Linked DNA regions of Mus musculus: region 1 is linked to region 2. The links are chromatin contacts, called in public HiChIP or PLAC-seq maps. All regions are on one chromosome and are shown on one strand. The core of a region is the stretch at or near the end of the contact, and the rest is flanking DNA. Distances in the headings are between cores, read along the strand shown. Region 1 has its middle 23 kb from the start of Gm29960. Region 2 overlaps Gap43 (growth associated protein 43).

Region 1 (6,408 bases), core at 3,885-6,384, 360 kb after region 2:
CCACCCCTGCTCACCAACACGCCCACTCCTGCTTGCTGGCCCTGGCATTTCCCTACATTAGGGCATCAAGCTTTCACAGGACCAAGGGCCTCTCCTCCCATTGATGACCAGCAAGGCCATCCTCTGCTACATATGCAACTGGAGCCACGGGTCCCACCATGTGTACTCTTTGGTTGGTGATTACTCCCTGGGAGCTCTGGGGGTACTGGTTAGTTCATATTGTTGTTCCTCCTATGGGGCTGCAAACCCCTTCAGCTCCTTGGATCCTTTCTTTAGCTCCTCCACTCGGTATCCTGTGCTCAGTCCAATGGTTGGCTGAGAGCCTCCACCTCTGTATTTGTCAGGCACTGGCAGAACCTCCCAGGAGATAGCTATATCAGGCTCCTGTAAGCAAGCACTTGTTGGCATCATCAGTGGTGTCTGGGTTTAGTAAGGACGCATGCTCCACTATGTTCATACAGCCTTATTTATAATAGCCAGAGGCTTGAAAGAACCCAGATGTCCTTCAACAGAGGAATGGATACAGAAAATGTGGTACATTTATACAATGGAGTACTACTCAGCTACTAAAAATAATAAATTCATAAAATTCTTAGGCAAGTGGGTGGAACTAAAAAATATTATCCTGAGTAAGGTAACTCAATCACAAAAGAATACACATGGTATGTACTCACTGATAAGTGGATATTAACCCAGAAGCTCAGAATACCCAAGATATAATTCACAGACCACATGAAGCTGAAGAAGAAGGAAGAGCTAAGTATGGATTGTTTGGTCCTTCTTAGAAGGGGGAACAAAATACCCATGGGAGGAGATACAGAGACAAAGTGTGAAGCAGAGACTGAAGGAAAGGCCATCCAGAGACTGCTCCATCTATGGATCCAACCCACATACAGTCACAACAGCATTTTTTAAATTGAGAGAAAAGGTACAGGGAGAGAAATGAAAAGACCACACCCCTTCTCTAGGATGTAATACATTCAGTTTGAACTTCCCCGTGTTCATCTATAGGAACAGGTTTTCCTTGACTGACTCAAATGGTAATGGTGTGAATCAAGAGAGATTATATATAATCTAAGTACTATGTATATGTTACACTATACATAAAATAGCTACATTATGAAACAAATACATATTCTGAGATTTTGGTGATACCCAAGTGGGTACCATAGTTGGCGTTAGTTTGTCTCACTTTGTAGAATGAACAATAGCACTGGAACTGGAAGAAATGTTTAAGTGACCACCAAGTAATGTCCTTTGTGGTCAGCTGTGTACACTAACAATGTGTCTCAGCACTCCACCACAGTCCTGTAGTACATGTGACTGCCATGCACGCCTCTGCAAAAGTATAACAAATGTAATTTTCAGTGTTGAATCTGAATGTCAGGATCTATAATGTCAGATCCAATTGTGTCTAAGAGCTATATCGTGGCGACAGGAAGTGTGTGACACTGACACACACAGTTAGCACATGATGTCAAAGCCTTTCTCAAAGTGTCTCCCACTGGCCTAAGCCTTCCGGCTCATCTCCCAAGAGGGGTACAGTATTTTCCAAACACCTGCAGATTTTCAAAGTGGAAATGAGAAATTTTGGATATGTTTTAACATTAATGAATGTAAATAAAACCATGTATGTTGTGGCTAAATATTATTTGAATTATATGTAAATATATACATTTAAAGAAAACAGAAAATTCTAAGTGCAAAATTTTGAGTATTTTTATATAAATAGTAAAACTTCAATTACTCCATTCTACCTGGCTGATGTTTTGTATGCTATCTAAACAGTTATTAATGCACATCCACATTATATCATTTTGCCTTAGTGTTGGTTGGGATAGTTGCATAGGTAACAGTGATTCCTATGGCCCTAATAGCTACACAGCAGACACAAGAATCTGTCATTTCTCATATACTACTACTTGGAACTTCTGATAGTAGTAGCCAGGTGTCAGCATGGGAGAAAGGAGCTTGGTAGATAAAAATATCCAAAGCAACAAGCTCTAAAAACTATATGTACCTCAATATATACATATATATATGTAGGTAATGGCCCAGCAATAGTCTCATAATCCCCCAGACAATAACAATACACATACTCATTGTAAGGAGTCTAAGTATTGGGGCTCTTGCTTTTCTAATCCTTCTACTCCATACCACACAGTTCTTCATATAGATTATTTTGCATTACAGGACCTGAGACGTTTATATTCTCACCATTTTAGGAACTATTTCAGAGAGCACCAGCATGGCTATAATCTATGACACATTTAGAGAGGGAAGTTCTGTTGTTATGATAGAACTTTCTCAGTATGGACCAAAATAACATTGATTTTAACTGATTCTTAAGAGGCAGTGATAGATGGAAATATTTAATTACAATAAACCATGAAAATGACACAATGTAACCATGAAACAATTGATATGATAGAACAGAAAAGAAAATGGTTCTCACAAAGAAAGCTTCAGGCTAGAAGATAAACGTCAGGATCACATGGAAAATCATGCAGAAGTGTTACAAACATTAGCTATCAGAAAGCAAAATATAAAAAGTACCCAAACAGAGACATTTAATATATATAAAAAGTTCGAATTTCAGTAAAAAAAAAAAAAAAGACCACATGTTCTAGGACTTATTATAAACACTGAGTCATTGAGCCAAGTGTCATCAGGCCTGAGTTTAGCATCAGGTGACATGAGTCTCTTCCTCCAGACTATTTTGTGCATTTCCTTCTCCACAGGGACAACTTTTGATGATGCTTTATTTACATGTCAGTTTCAGATGACACAGGTCCAAGCAGACACCAACACAGCATTTCAGAACAAGCCACACTGAGTCACCACCAGCAAAGGAGGACCAATAATGATGCAGTGGATGCCAAGTTAAGCAGGAAGTGTGTGGGCACAGGTGTATGGGAAAGAATCCCAGCACTGTGAATAAACAGCTAGGAAGGACAGCGAACGCTCTGAGAAGACTGAGACAGAGGGTAAGGCATGCAACTCAATGGCAAAAGATAAAAGAAAGAAAGTAAGAGCATGCATGTGGTGACTACATAGAGCGGGAGGAGAAAGAAAAACAAGAAGTAGATGTTGATAGATTCTCAAAACAGAGGCAGGAGGAGAGACAAAGATTCCCAGTGAAGACAGTTAGAATACAAGCTTTGTGGACCAGAAGTTCTGGTTGTCTCTCAGTGTCTTAAGACTGCCCATTCAGCACGTCTAGTGGAACTCCATATGCAAGAATCTCATTCCTTGTTTTAGTACAACAACAAAATCTCTCCCATCCATCGATTCTGCAACCTCTTCTCTCATGAGACCTCAACTATATCTTGCTAGTCCTTGGAAGCATGCTTAACAACAACAACAACAAATAACAACAAAATAACCTATTGAGATTAGCCTAATTTTTAAAAAAACAATTTAAAATTGTTGACTTCATGGCAAAGAAGCCAGTAAGTAAGGGAAATATTTAGCCAATTCTTTAAAGATGCTTCTAGCTACCAAGGATAAAGATGCCATAATTATACTGCTGTGGTCAAGCAACAATTTCTACTAGGGTGACTGGACACTTGACAGGTGATATCTGTGGTCATATCTATCTGAGAACTCTGTTCTTTCTTCTTCCAGTTTAGCTTGCCAAGGCAAAGAAGAAGGCAACAGCAGCAGTAGCAAGACTCACAAGGGCAGCTGTAAGGTCATGGTCACATTTGATCGTCTTGCCACAGGAGAGGTAGAGGCAGGGAAGAATGCTTCCAGGAACTCTATTTATAGTCTGTGGTGGGAGACAACGTTTCCCTTCATCTCTTTGTACTTTCTGTGATCATATTATCTTTCTAACCCTTATCAAAAGTCTGGTTTTCCAAATACGTACAAATACACATCTTACAATGATATAAGCCTGCCCATAAAGACAATCCAGCCCAATATCTTTTCACATTTGGTCCCTCACTTAAAAGATAAAAGAATAGGTCCCTAAAAATGACAGAAATCATATTCCTTCATTTGGTCATTACATTTACAATGGTGTGTACCTTTCTTTTTCTCCTTGGTGAACAGTTCCAAACTACAGAGATGTTAGGAACCGAACCAAAGACTAGGTAGGTCAACCATTTCCAGGAGACTGCTGAAAGTCATATCCTGGGATAAAGCCAAGAGTAAATGCCAATCAAATGAAACCTCCATCCAAAGCCCCTTAGAAAATCGGAAATGACATAGAAAGATACAGGAAACAGGAAGAGCTAATCCTAGGTACAGCACTTCCTCTCTGACAGAGAGAGATTTGGAGTCTTTGTGTAGAGCTAATGTTCTTCGTCTGTACAAGTAGATGGTGCTCCAGGAGCAAGGCCAGGTGGCCATGAATTCTTGGCCAAGAACTCTCTAGCCATTGCTTAAATATTTTCAGTGTCCCCCACACTTAAACTTTGCCATTGCTGGACAGCTCCAGTGACTCTAAAGCTGTTCTCAAGATCTGAGCCAGGAACATTTATTTGTCTTCTCTTTACTCCATATCTCTGAGCGTCACACTTCCCTTTACATCAGCAAAGCTTACTCATACATCCTGTTGTTCCTCCTTCAGTCCAAGCCTTTGCATTATTTTTACGAGATTTCCCCACCTCCCCAGACAATCAGATTCTAACTACACTCCCCAGTTTTCTTCTCATCTAAATTATTCACAATTGTATTCAGAATTGTGTGTGTGCAGTGGCCTGTCTTTTGGAGTGGTTGTTGTGAAAGCTGAAATGACATTCGGTCACAATACAAAGGCACATCATACATTCTGAAGTGCAGCGAGGGTATGAATCAACAGCCAAACGTATACTGCAATAGTCTTCCCTGTCTGGGTTGCCTTCAGATCACCACCGCATAGAACAAGATTCAACAACGGCACAGGAAAAGTGGATGTGGCAAAACATCCACTCACTGACTAAGTTCTGCAGGCTCGGTCCTTCCAGATTAAGTTGAGACAAATTTTGCTTGAAGAAAATTTCAAATCTCAGTGAGTCATGACTATTTGGGTGGATTTAGAATGCTTGAGCTCACAAATGTCAAATTCACAAATGTTAAAGGCCTGCAGCAGATGTGACTGAAGTCAGGCAGGAAATGAGTAACTCCAGATGGACGCAAACAATAGCGAGCTGTGAAGGTTATGTGTAACTGGGAAGGGATAATATAACCACAGCAAACATTAATACAGCAGATACTGTGTATAGCATGGCTTGAAAGGCTTTATGTGTATGGACCTGTTTGCCCTGCAGAGTATCCTATAACTCCTCATTCCCACTTGAATCTATGGTTGAAAAGTGGGGAAACTAGAGAAGACTAAATCCTCATTTGTGCTCTTCGGGAGAAAAAGGAAGAGCCAATGTCTCACCCAAGATGCTAAATGTTTGAGGCTGAACATGGAGAATGCAGACTTCCTCCATGCCTTCATAGTCTGAGGAAGTGAAAAGTAACTTTGTTCTTCTATGCTATTTAATTTCCTAAGGAGGAACTCCTAATAAACATGAAATCATTTCTACCACAGATGACTTATAAAGTACTTGTAAGACTTGTTGATTTTTACAGATAGTCTGTTTTGATATGAACATGGAACATAGTACAGAGGCACAGAGAGAAGGAAAAATAGTAGTTTCTGTTTTGGCCGTTATAGGACACAGATTCAAGCCAAGTTTTCTTACCCAATGACTAACTAGGGTTCAGAAACATATCCTGTGCTTATCTGGAATATCGTGAGGCAGTATTATGTATGCATTTGTAGTCTTTCTTTCCTTGTTTCTTCTGTTTTTCACCTGGGTTTTTAAACAGAGTCCCTTCTCTAAAATTTAGTCTCACCTGTAAAACCAGCAAAGAGAATAGTTTGGCTGATGCTAAGGATGTAGAGCAAGCAGCAGTGCCAGCAAATATGAAACTGAAAGAAGCCAAAGGCTTTTGTAGCTAGCTATGCTGCAAATGCCATTAAGAGATAAGTTATAGGAGATACAAATAGTACTTAACACAAATATCTTAAAACATGCTGTATTTAACATGTTTCTTCAATGTTTGTTCCTACACCTCACTTCTGACCCTCATCTTTTCCAACTTGGTCCCTTCCATTACCTACATACCCATTTTCCAGGTTGCATGTTTCGTCCCCTTCTAATTTGTGCATCACTCTTTGGTATGAAATGCAGAAACAAAACAAAAACAAACAAACAAACAAAAAACAAACAAACAAAAAGCACCCTTGCTGTTGACCAAGTCAGTCTTTAGCATCATTCTCCTGATAAAATATTTGAAGTCTATGAAACAATATTATTCCAGAACTAAAAACAAATAAGAATGTCAAAAGTACAGACCAATATCTCATAAACCCAGATGCAAATGTCATTCTTTTGAACACTAGTAAACCGATCCCAACAAAATATAAAA
Region 2 (6,429 bases), core at 2,589-5,088:
CTCATAAAAGTCTGTTTTTAAAATAAACTCTGAACATGGCTTCCTGCACTTCAGTGCAATCTGGCATGCACAAGCTACCTCAAGTACTTCTTATGACAGCCCTTTAGCTGAAAGCACAGATTTCTTCCTTTATAGCACGCAGTGCTTTTGGGTAGGTCACATCCTGCACACACAGAAATCTAATGTCTAACCCTCACTGCCTAACCCTCTTCACAGTGTGCACAATGGTCTCCTCAAAGCTCTGCGAGAGTACAACCCTCCTGCCATCGCATACACGTCTCTGCTTCCTGAGCATCCTCCCTGCTTTCTTCTCTTTAGAGCTCCTGGGCTTGCTTAGCTCCTCCGAGGGATGAATCCTCACTAGGTTCTCACCATGCTGCTCTTCTTAAAATGTAAACTTCTTGAATTTTGGGTTAGACGATTTTAAAGTAGGAATTTAAAAAGGAGGGATAGTAAGGGGTCTTTGAACATTCACCAGCTCCAAGTTAGTAATTCAAAATCAAGTGCATAAAGAATTTAAGGTGTCTAGGAGTCTCTTAATGTTACAATCTGTGACTTTACAGGAGCCTTGCTTTAAACACAGTCACTGTACATTTTATCACACTATGCACTGACTAAAGCACCTAACCAAAAGTTACTAGAGTTGTTGCATATTATGAATTACAATGTTTTTAATTAATATACTATATCCAATTAGCTTTATGTTTATATGTAATATAATATAAGTATTATATAATAATGTTAACATTATATTTATATATAACATAATACATAATTAATATAAGCATGTTATATATGTTTTATATATAATACATACACATATACATTTATATATACATATATGTATATAGATATATGATTCCCTGCTCTTACAGAATACATAGATATAATTACAGAAAACAAAGTTATGACATTTTTCCTACTGTCCTATACTCCTCATCATGAAAGTATTGAATTGGTGTATTTGGGGGTTGTATTATTTTAGAATACTTGGCTTCAAGCACTGCTGTTTGCCTTGCTGACTTGAGTTTCATAAAAAGTGATTTAATACCTATCCTAAATCAGATAGGGGACTAATATCCAACATATATAAAGAACTCAAGAAGGTGGACTTCAGAAAATCAAATAACCCCATTAAAAAATGGGGCTCAGAACTGAACAAAGAATTCTCACCTGAGGAATACCGAATGGCAGAGAAGCACCTGAAAAAATGTTCAACATCCTTAATCATCAGGGAAATGCAAATCAAAACAACCCTGAGATTCCACCTCACACCAGTCAGAATGTCTAAGATCAAAAATTCAGGTGACAGCAGATGCTGGCGAGGATGTGGAGAGAGAGGAACACTCCTCCATTGTTGGTGGGATTGCAGGCTTGTACAACCACTCTGGAAATCCGTCTGGCGGTTCCTCAGAAAATTGGACATAGTACTACCGGAGGATCCAGCAATACCTCTCCTGGGCATATATCCAGAAGATGCCCCAACTGGTAAGAAGGACACATGCTCCACTATGTTCATAGCAGCCTTATTTATAATAGCCAGAAGCTGGAAAGAACCCAGATGCCCCTCAACAGAGGAATGGATACAGAAAATGTGTTACATCTACACAATGGAGTACTGCTCAGCTATTAAAAAGAATGAATTTATGAAATTCCTAGCCAAATGGATGGACCTGGAGGGCATCATCCTGAGTGAGGTAACACATTCACAAAGGAACTCACACAATATGTACTCACTGATAAGTGGATATTAGCCCAAATCCTAGGATACCCAAGATATAAGATACAATTTCCTAAACACATGAAACTCAAGAAAAATGAAGACTGAAGTGTGGACACTATGCCCCTCCTTAGAAGTGGGAACAAAACACCCTTGGAAGGAGTTACAGAGACAAAGTTTGGAGCTGAGATGAAAGGATGGACCATGTAGAGACTGCCTTATCCAGGGATCCACCCCATAATCAGCATCCAAACGCTGACACCATTGCATACACTAGCAAGATCTTATTGAAAGGACCCAGATGTAGCTGTCTCTTGTGAGACTATGCCGGGGCTTAGCAAACACAGAAGTGGATGCCCACAGTCAGCTAATGGATGGATCACAGGGCTCCCAATGGAGGAGCTAGAGAAAGTACCCAAGGAGCTAAAGGGATCTGCAACCCTATAGGTGGATCAACATTATGAACTAACCAGTACCCCGGAGCTCTTGTCTCTAGCTGCATATGTATCAAAAGATGGCCTAGTCGGCCATCACTGGAAAGAGAGGCCCATTGGACAAAAAAACTTTATATGCCCCAGAACAGGGGAACGCCAGGGCCAAAAAGGGGGAGTGGGCCGGTAGGGGAGTGGGGGTGGGTGGGTATGGGGGACTTTTGGTATAGCATTGGAAATGTAAATGAGCTAAATACCTAATAAAAAATGGAAAGAAAAGAAAAAAAGTGATTTAATGAGTTTGGGCTTGGAATTGAGGCAGAATTTCAAACAATCCCTGAAATGAGCTGTGCCACCTTTCTCCTGTGTTATATAGCTGTGAAGTAGCATTTTCAACACTGGCAATTCTGAAATCGATCTCACTGAAAATCATCAAAATATTGACCATCTCTGAATAGCTCTGATCATACTTTGTGTCCTACAGTGTTGAGTAATTACCCTAGATTCAACTATTTATAAAAAATAAATGAGCATAAAGAGTCATCTTATTAATAGAAAAATTTGCTTTGTCCTTAATAAGTGATAAAGTAATATTCATAAGAATATTTAAATGTATTTGTAGTTTGTTATCAGTAAAGGCTTTATTTGTATACTCATTTTACATACCCATATACTGGGGTCATGTAAAAATTTCCTAGATGAAAAGGATCATGAGTGGAAAATAATGTTATAAAGTTCTGCTTTAATAAACAACCTTGTTTTGCTATTTTCTCAATTGTCCCTCTCAGTTTGTACACATTACTAAATATCATCCCTGCTCCTCTCTAAGTCTATGCTGATCTAACAAAAATAACAGAAACTAAATAGCTTATGAACAACAGAATTTTGTGTCTGAGTTCTGGAGACTGGGGTGTCCATGATCACAGAGCTGGCAGATGTAGTGTTTGCAGATTTCCTTTCTGGCTCATAAACAGTACTTGATCATCACAAAACAATATCAACATGTGAGGTTTAAGATGCATCATGGTCATTCATAGGGCAGCATTTTCCACCCATGGTAATGGAGATTTTTAACCCACTGCCCCATCAAAATACACTCCAAGGCACCTAATAGACTCTGATTCATGATAGTGGTTTAGAGAACACAAGCTGGTTGTTTATGTGTAAAACAGGGTAAGACGGTTTCTGATGTATCACCATATGGTGACAACTTGCAAATGAGTCTCAACTGAGAAGCTTCTCCTATTAGGGATTAATCCTAGCTATGTTATTTTCTGTACGACATGGCTGCCTGCTAACTTGAGCTCTGCAGAAATTTCTGAAGGTTATGTTTAGTATAGAATACTGGAAGGCTTCCTTTTTCTTTGGCCACCTGTAACGACCACCGTGGACCTTCCTACACAACGGATGCATTTTGAAGCTTAAGTGTTATAATCTTGAGGTCTTTAGATTCAAACCTCTGAGCAAATTGTACACCTTCATTAAGCCTTACTGAAGCCTAAGAAAAACATGAAGGAATATGAGAAGGAGAATGAGGGAAGAGGAGGGACAGAGAACTGTAGTAACTAGTTGGATAAGCACAACAAACCTAGGAAGTGACAGCTTGGGAAGTTTCCACTATGCACACACAGTTGACACAAGCAGAGCTGCCTGCAGGAAAAATCTTTATAGGTCACAAACAATGGACAGATTGGTGGCTGAGGCCAGACAATCTGTTTATCCAAGGCTGACTTAGCCTTGGCACCAAGTCTCTGCTTCCTGGCAGTGATAGAATAACAGGGGACTCTTAGGTCATGATTTAAGAATAAATCCTATGAGAAGGTATAAGCCAATGAGCTTTTTTGGTGGTGTATTTAAAAGTTTAAAAATTAATATTTCTTTTTTATCAATCATTATTAAACCAAACTTCTGATTAATGAAAATTAACTATTACAGTACACCTAAGAGTATGAATCTCTTAAGTCTCTAAATTCCAGAGTTTTCAATTTTGTGTGCATCATATTTTCTATTTTGTGAGATTTTATAACACCTTCAGTCTTTCTGAGGTCAATGCTGAGGAGCTTCAAGAAATATCTTCCTTGGGATATTTGTAAGCGTTGTCCACGTGGAGAATTTCATCTTAACACTTCAGCCTTACGTTAAAGCTTGGTTATTTCTATACAAATAAAGCTAAAGGAAGCTATTGAGGCTTTTTAAAAATACCAACCAGGGGTAAGCATTCTGAGATACATGGAGAGGCTTTGAGATGTTACTTGTGGCATATATATTACATATATTATTTCTATATTAATCATATATATTAATATTATTAATCATACCACATATATTATAAACATATGACTTTGTATTAATTCCATCTCTTCCATAGCTCAGAGAGCATCCAGGGATAATGAAATTTGAGAAATAAAGACAAGAGTTTGTAACCCCAGCATTGGAGAGGTAGAGACAACAGAATTTGTATGTTTGATGCTTACCTGGGTTATACAGCTAGCCTGCACTGCACAGCAAACCCTATCTCAAACAGCAAAACTACTGCCACTACAGCTACAACAGCAGCAGCAACAGCAGCAGCAGCAGTTGACTGTAGTAGTAGCATGTGCTGTCAGACACTGTTCCGATCTCTTTTTCTGTTTGGATAGAATGGCTTTAGTCAACAATCTTTATACTAGGTACTTAATAAATATTTCCTGATGAATAAATGAATGATTCACAGATAGCATAGCTTTTAAAATCTTTTCTTACTTAGAGATCGATGGAGCTATTAATACATTGGGATATATTGGGGCTAACCATACATATACTTTAAAGTTATTTCTGTCTCTGGGCAAACATAAAAGATTGAATAGATTCTGTACTCTTCCTGCCACATTAGGCGCTGTGAGCTGGACTAAGACATGCTGAACACACCCCACATTAGCAGAGCCACCACCTGACTTCCATTTCAAATGAAAGGTTTGGTAGAGGTGGGGCTCTGAGCAGGTCAGGGTAGCAAGTAATGTGAGCTTCTTGCAGCCACAGGAACTGTACCTGCCATTGTTCCAGTCCTACACTTTATCCTTCAGGTCTTCCACATCACTCCAAGTGCTTTAAAATGTCCTACATGGATCACTTTAAAAAATTATCCCCATTCATAAGTCACAGATGTTAAGAAGTTGTAAAGTTCTAGCAGCAACCATAAAGACTAGCTAGAATCATACATAATGCAGCCAGTAACCACAAGGATTTTTCTTTATGCTTTGAAACATAAATCCTTTCTAGAAGATCTGGCTTGGTTTATCCTGAGAGTGTGTTGCCATGTTAACTCTGAAGATTAAGCCAGAATGCAAACAAGACATGGGCAGATGCTTTATCTTAGTGCTAAGGATGTCTCATGGTGCCAGACTTACTGGTCCAGGTTTGTTAACCTTCCTCATCCAGAGTCTGACCTCCTCCTACCTTTATCATTTATCACCCTGATAGTCCTGCCCAGAGACTATCGGGAAAATGCAATAATCAGTCAAAGCCATATGATGCCAGTGGCAAAAGCAAGCAGCTCCCCAGCAGTGCCTGCAATAAATAAATAAATAATACAGTCACATTTGACAATTTAATGAGTATAAATTTATCACAGCAGGAAAATCCTCCCCAAATATTTAAACAATTAAGATGTAAAAGAAGAAATAAATAAGCATTTTATAGTGGTAGGCAGAACCGATTTTTTTTTTTCAATCCTCTTTGGAAATTCAGTCTACCATACATCTTCCACTGACAGTTAGACTGAAAGAAACATCTGAGATGCTGTTGGTCATGCTGAAGGGACAGAAGTTAGGAATGGCAGGGGGAGAGGTGAAGTAGATTCTCTAGCAGTTGCGTTTCTTAGCTGCTTCTTACATCTCAGCAGAATCTAAATGCATGCATTTCGGCAGTAGATGTACATTTCTTAAATATCTCAAATATGGCAGGCAGTATAGTAGGTTCGAGCCTATATATGTCACTCCCGGAGTCACAGAAGCTGCACGCAGTTCACACAGTTCTTAAATGGGGGAGAAGAATATAGATCACTGTCTAGAGTAGAAACCATTGCTGGAGTTGAAGATGAAAGTGTATGAAAGGGAACAGATGATGGTTGTGTGTTGTGTGCTATTTCATCTAACGTGGTGGGAAGCTTCTTTGATGAGATGTAACAGCTGAGATGTTCAAGGACTTAAGGGAACCAATTACAAGTATATTTTGTGAACAAACCTTTCAAATAGAGGGAATATTCAGAACCCAAACCCCAACCCTATCAAAATTAACTAC

The links. HiChIP or PLAC-seq counts read pairs in DNA pulled down with a chosen protein or histone mark.
Region 1: an H3K27ac HiChIP or PLAC-seq map of heart atrium shows a contact between it and region 2, with 6 times the contacts expected there. The contact joins two enhancer-like sites. A contact is called at or near these places in 2 of 484 Hi-C or Micro-C datasets (cortical neurons and embryonic fibroblasts) and 3 of 115 datasets of contacts at active chromatin or transcription factors (embryonic midbrain, forebrain and heart atrium).

What each region holds. Positions count from the first base shown.
Region 1 is chr16:42,672,362-42,678,769 of GRCm38.p6, forward strand. No RefSeq gene overlaps it. Among named protein-coding and RNA genes, the nearest start is that of Gm29960, 23 kb to the left of the region's middle. Within about 2 kb of position 5,135, at least 48 of the 459 cell types and tissues checked have an H3K27ac peak or open chromatin away from gene starts, as enhancers often do. A contact at or near this core is called in heart atrium, where this site is marked.
Region 2 is chr16:42,316,198-42,322,626 of GRCm38.p6, forward strand. All of the region lies in intron 1 of Gap43 (growth associated protein 43), which reads right to left. Among named protein-coding and RNA genes, the nearest start is that of Mir6540, 16 kb to the left of the region's middle. Within about 2 kb of position 3,839, at least 10 of the 459 cell types and tissues checked have an H3K27ac peak or open chromatin away from gene starts, as enhancers often do. A contact at or near this core is called in heart atrium, where this site is marked.